Regions from separate parts of the Sus scrofa genome. Here region 1 is linked to region 2. The links are chromatin contacts, called in public HiChIP or PLAC-seq maps. All regions are on one chromosome and are shown on one strand. Each heading gives the region's core, a stretch centred on a gene start, on an enhancer-like site or on the middle of the called end of the contact. The rest is flanking DNA. Distances are from core to core; before and after follow the strand shown.

Evidence for each region. HiChIP or PLAC-seq counts read pairs in DNA pulled down with a chosen protein or histone mark.
Region 1: an H3K27ac HiChIP or PLAC-seq map of skeletal muscle shows a contact between it and region 2, with 5 times the contacts expected there. The contact joins the enhancer-like site here to the promoter of ZDHHC2 in region 2. A contact is called at or near these places in 10 of 47 Hi-C or Micro-C datasets (embryonic fibroblasts, fetal heart ventricle, fibroblasts and 3 more) and 1 of 2 datasets of contacts at active chromatin or transcription factors (skeletal muscle).

Annotation. Positions count from the first base shown.
Region 1 is chr17:4,961,090-4,964,098 of Sscrofa11.1, forward strand. VPS37A (vacuolar protein sorting-associated protein 37A) reads left to right here. Exons shown (of 13, transcript XM_021078071.1): 3 at 1,922-1,996. Among named protein-coding and RNA genes, the nearest start is that of CNOT7, 13 kb to the left of the region's middle. Within about 2 kb of position 1,547, at least 4 of the 83 cell types and tissues checked have an H3K27ac peak or open chromatin away from gene starts, as enhancers often do. A contact at or near this core is called in skeletal muscle, where this site is marked.
Region 2 is chr17:4,853,772-4,856,805 of Sscrofa11.1, forward strand. ZDHHC2 (palmitoyltransferase ZDHHC2) reads left to right here and starts at 1,358. Exons shown (of 12, transcript XM_021077422.1): 1 at 1,358-1,754. The coding sequence starts at 1,628.

The sequences.
Region 1 (3,009 bases), core at 297-2,796, 110 kb after region 2:
AGAGATCATGCTCTTAATCACGAAGATGCTCTACTTGGCTTTGAACTGGTGGACGCCTTTGTGATCAGTGTTTTCTTGAAACATTGACATTGTAGGGTCCTAAAATAATGTAGAGGGATAAAAAATTTAAGCCATTTTATTGATTATATAATGTTCATACAGCTGAGAAGGCTGTCAGTATCCTAATCCAAACCTGATCCCCAAAGAGAAACCTTCATAAAAATTGTATTAGTTCTGGGAGTTTCTGCCGTGGCTCAGCAGGTTATGAAACCAACTAGTATTCATGAGGACTCGGGTTCAATCCCCAGCCTCGCTTAGTGGGTTAAGGATCCAGCATTGCTGTGAGCTGTGGCATAGGGCACAGATGCAGCTTGTATCCTGCATTCCTGTGGCTGCGTGGCAGCCTGGCAGTTGCAGCTCCGATTCAACCCCTAACCTGGGAACTTACATATGCCGCAGTTGCAGTCCTAAAAAGAAAACAAATTGTGTTAGTCCTAATGTTGACTATATTCTTGAGTATTTTCTCAAGCATTTCTTCAATCATAATCCCACTCCATGGGATGTCAGAGAAGACATGTACAGTTTCTTCATAACTCCATGCCAACACTTTTGACCCTTTCAGGTTACCTGAAATTTACATATTTGAGAGGCTAGGTTTTTATCAGAAGACTATAAAATGCCATAGCCCCCAAAATGAGGAAAATAAGAGGTTTTCTAAAGCTACTATTGAAGTAATGAAAAGAACAAAAAGTAAATTATGTAACTGCTAGATCTCTCAAAGGTATTCATGTTGAAAAGATTTCATGTATAGGAATATTAGGCTTCCTCTCAACCTTAACTCATTAATATTTTACTTAATGATTTTCCCTTTAGAGATATTATGAATGTTGGTTAGAATTCCAAGTGAACCCCCAAAAGATTTGGTTGGGAGATTAAAACTGAAATACTTTCATGCCTGCAATTAAAAATAAAATAAAATTCTGAATGTAAAGTGTTAAAATATAAAGAACTTATATTAGTTGGCAGTTACATTTAGCTGCTAGTAGCAGACTCCCAATATAGTGACTTAAACAAAATAAAATTTTTTTTTACTCTTGATTCAAGAAATTCACTTTGACAATTCCATAATCATCAAGGACTCAAGTTACTACCTCCTGCTTAGCTCTCCCTAGTGTATGGCTTCCATTCTTAGGGACGTTCATGGTCCAGTAGAGCTTTTAAAGTCCAGCTGTCAGGTCTAGGTAGGAAAGGCAAATGGACTCATACTATATTTTTTGTTCCCCTTTAAATTAAGATGCTTTTCTAGAAATTTCTCTACTCAACTTCCCTATATTTTATTGTCTGGAACTTAAGTCTATAGCAACAACTTACTGCAAGAAAAGCTCGAACACTGCTACTCAGAATAAAATCAGGCTTCTCTTACTTAGGAAGAAGAAGTATATTTGGTTTTGAAAAGCAGCCAGCAGTTGTCATAAGACTGTAGGAGACGTCTCATCCAGATTTCTAAGTGTAAGCCCTTAAGGCCCAGCCTTCCCCAGCTGTCTGTATAGGTGGTTAGTGGCAGAGCTATAATCAGAGCCCAAATGCCCTGCTGACCTCTTAACCAGAGGGTTCACAATTGCCTCTATTAATGATGAATTAGATAAAGTGGTCATAAATCAGTCTAGAGTTTTTCTTTGCCTTTTTACTTCACCATCTAAATTCCCCTCTCATCCCACCCATTATCTCAAAATAGTATTGCCTGCTTATTTGATAAACTTTTCTGTCATCATTTCCCCCTCAAGATACAAGTTATGTGTGGCTATCTAGATTCTGTGATTAAAATAGTCTTTGCAGACTTTTAAAAAATTTAGTACTTGTTTTTCTCATTACTAGTTTTTTAACTTTAGATAAATTTTTTTTCTCAAATTTTCTCCTACAGTATAGCTGAAATACAGAAAGATGTGGAATACAGGTTGCCATTCACCGTAAACAACTTGACAATTAACATTAATATGTAAGTAGAATTGTATCCTATTTTTTCATGTAGTCGGTCTTTAAAAATTTATTATTTTTGTTATCTGTTATTAAAAGTTGAAAGTGAACTTATGTCCTTTTGCAGTAACTACAATTTATTAAACTTACACAATTTCGTGAAACAAAATATTTTAAAGCCATCATTTTAATATATATGGCTATAAGAAACTATAAAAGAGGAAATTTAATAAAAAATGTAATAATAATAATCCTTAGTACTATAATCCTTTATTGATTTGCGCTAAAGTCTTAGCTGGAGGTAAGCTGAAAGTAAGAATGATAGTGACAATCAAAGGATCACATATGGAAAACCACTAGAAGGTGTATTCACCTTTACATCAGAAACAAGTTAAAATACTAAAGAAAAAGTTAAAAATGCAATCATTAGATTACTAAGTTATCAAGAGGAAAGGTTGGACAAAGTGATTGCTGAAGTACTCATTTAGCTTTAAGTGCAATTACTAGTCTTTAGCATAAAAATTATGGAATTACCTCAGATTGCATCAGGTAGCTGGCTGCTAGAGTGAGTGTTTGGGTGAGGTAAAAAGGCACTTAACTTGAACACAGGAATCATGCTTGTTCATTCCCATTTCCTCATTGCCTAGTGTGTTGTCTGCACATAGGAGGCCTTATTAAATTCTAGTTGAATGATGAATTAAAGCATGAATATAATAGTGCCAACCATAATGCTCTGTTACCTTGATAATTGGCAGCTTTTTGAATCTTGTCAGCAGTCCTGTAAATTGGAGCAAATTATAGACAGGTGGGTAGCGAATAGTATAGTCAGGCTCGAAACCCAGTTTGGCTGAGCTCCAAGGGTCATTCCTTGCCTTTTTTACCAAACTAGTTTAACATCTTCAACCGTATAAATGAAGTAGTTGTATCTCTCATCTCTTGCCCTAGCTCGAGCTAAGTAGGAGAGGCCAGTTTTCTTCTGGACAGTGCTGCCAAAAAATAATCTTCTGAGCCAGAAGGGGAACAGAGAGGTAGTTT
Region 2 (3,034 bases), core at 108-2,607:
AATACGAATGCAAAGAGATTTGATGTGTGTGTGCGTTTAATATAGTAGCTATTTTAGGAGAGAAGATTAGGTTGGTTTTAATCCAGTCACAGAGAGATAATCGCAAAGATATGAGTTTAAATTTCTTTATACAAATCAGTACTTTCATTATTCTATAGATGAATTTCATCCAGTACAGCAGCTGTGTGGTGTACACACATATATTCATTAATGTTAAATAAAATCGTGCACATTATATATAGTGATCATGCACATACTTCAAAGACATAACATTCACTGAGGTGCTTCCATGCAGAGTCGGGTGCTGGCATTCCGTTTCATCAACTGTATCTTTAACCTTATCTTTATCAACCATCAACGAATCTTTCCCGTTTCATCCATCATAAAGCCGGGGCTTCGGTCTCACTACCTTTGGGATTCTTCCAGGATTTTTAACAACCACTTTAGAGCCAGTTATATGCTAAGTTTAGAATCACTGTAGTGAAGAACCGGCTGGAGAATGAGTACACGGAAAGAACCCCAGGACACTTGGGAGAGGGCGGTGGGAAAGGTTACTCTTTCAGTCACTGGAGGATTTAAAAGAGTTCAAATTCTCAGAGCAAATAATTTGGAATCCTAACTCTGGATTCAAAATCCACCTCTTCACCCACGGTCCACGGCGGACTTCGGCGCGGCCCCGTAGCCCCTCTTGGTGCTGCATCCCCGCGTCCTCCCGAAGAAGCCGCGTGGGAAGGAGGCGCCGCCGGCCGCACCAGCTAGTCCTTGGGTCTAAAGCACCAGCCCCGCCCTGGCCGCCCTCCGCCTGTTTATCAGGACCCACAAGTTGAAAGGAGAAACGTTCCAAACTGGAGGCGGGGACACCGGCCTCGGCGCCTCAAGAGTTTGCCCCAGCGCAACCCCGGGGGTGAGCCTCCTCAGTGCCTGGCAGCCGGGGGTCCCTGCCGCGCAGGAGGCTCCGGGGCTGCCCCTCCCTCCCCTCCCCCCCCCCGCCCCGCGCGCGTTTCCACGCCCCACGCGCCGTTGCCGCCGCCGCAAGTACCCTCGCCCCCAGCCCAGGCCGGTTCGCCCCAACCCAGGGGCCAAGAGGGAGGCGGAAGAGCCAAGGTGGGCACCTTCATTGCCCCCTCGGGCACCCCTGAGGTGCCCAGCGGCTAGAGTGCAAGGGCCCAGGGCGCAGCGGGGACTGCCCGGATTGCCCCAAGAGCCCGCCCGAGGGCGCAGCTGGCCGCACCGGGCAGGCGGCGGCGGGGGGCGGCGGCGGGGGCGGGCGGGACGCGCGGAGGCGGGGCGGAGGCTCCCGCCGCCCGCCTCCGCCTCCGCCCGCCTCCGCCTCCTCCTCCTCCTCTCTGTCCTCCTCCTCCTCCTGCTCCTCGCCCGCCGCCTCCTCGCCCTCCGCTCGCAGCCACCGCCTCCGCTGGGGTGAGGAGCCGGGAGTCCGCGGCGCCGGCTTGGGGCTGAGGGATGGGGAGTTAGCGCCACGGCGGCGGCAGTGGCCGCGGCGCAACCGGCCGCCGCCCCCGGGCTCGTCCCGCCGGGCACGCCGGGCGCGGCCAGCCCGCCCCAGAGCCAGGCCCGCGGGCGGCGGCGGCGGCGGCGGCGGAGCTGGGCAGGTGGATGCGGCTGGAAGATGGCGCCCTCGGGCCCGGGCAGTGTCAGGCGGCGGTGCCGGCGGGTGCTATACTGGATCCCGGTGGTGTTCATCAGTCTTCTGCTCGGCTGGTCCTACTACGCCTACGCCATACAGCTGTGCATAGGTGAGTGCGTCCCCGCGCCCGGAGGCCGGCACGACCCGTCGGCAGCCCCTCCGCCGCCCACCTCGACAGTCCCTGGACGCGGGGACCTGAGCGCACGGCGCCGCGCTTCCCATCGCCCCACCACCGGCCCCGAGCGCCCGGGCACCGCCAACTCGCCGCATCTCTGCCGGCGCCGCGGCTGAAAACAGCTTCGGGGCAGCAGCCTCCTTCCATTCGCACTACCCTCGCCTTGCTCTCACAACTCTGCCGTGACGGTGTCACCTCCACCCCAGCGCGCCCGCAGCCCAGCCATCCCCTGCGCCTTCCGCCTGCCACCGCAGCCACACCCCCTCCCTCGGCAGGACAGTAGCCGGGAGAGCCGTTGTGCCCGCCGCCCAGTCGCCGCGGTGGGAGTGTGGGGGCGGTGAGCCGGGGAGGCTGCGCTGGAGGCTAGAGGGCTCCGAGCTGGGCCCAGGATCCGAGCTGCGCCAGACTCGCGCGGGGGACAGTGGCCTCGGCCTCGGATGTCAGATCTGTCCCTTTCTGGTTGTCCTTAATCCACTTTTAAAGAAATTGTCATTGCACTCAGGGGCGTTTTTGCTGTCTTTATGATTTGAGAATTGCCAGTTGGAGACTTTCTGGTTGGGGGGGTGCGTAGGGTGAGCTACTAGAAAGTATTTTCGAAGATATATGCAATACGCAAGGCCACGGTTTAGATGTTAGAACAATAGATGGGAAAAAAAGAGATGACCCTCCGATGTTTTTCTTGCAGAGAGCCAAGTGGCTCAAGTCCAAGTTTTCGGTTCCTGAATTGGTGGAGAGGGTACTTTTTTAGTGCTGAAGATTAGAAGAAAACAAAAAGTCAATTATGCGCAATTAGGGGATACAATTAGGTTCCTACATGTAAGCAGGCTTCTACCTTAGAGGTTTTAGATGAAAGCTGATCAGTATTATCTGAAAAGGTGCTAAACCAGAGCATGACCTCTCTGCCAGTGACTTGTGAATGCTTTTTGTGTTTTGTGTTTTTTGCCCTGTGGAGCACTAGCATCTGGTGAGAGGAGGAGAAAGATTAAGTAGTGGCCTGTTTAGTGGAACCTTCTCAACTTCAGAATTTTGTAAACTGCCAGATTCTGACATAGAATCTTCTCTGAAGCCATCTTACCTCAAAATGTTGCCCCTTGTGAGAAATAGTAGGTGTCAGAAGAATACACCGCAATAGTACATAACTTTTAAGAGACCTGAAACTAATTTCCCATTTCACATACTTTTAAAATTTGATGTTATTACTTTGTTTTTTGAGT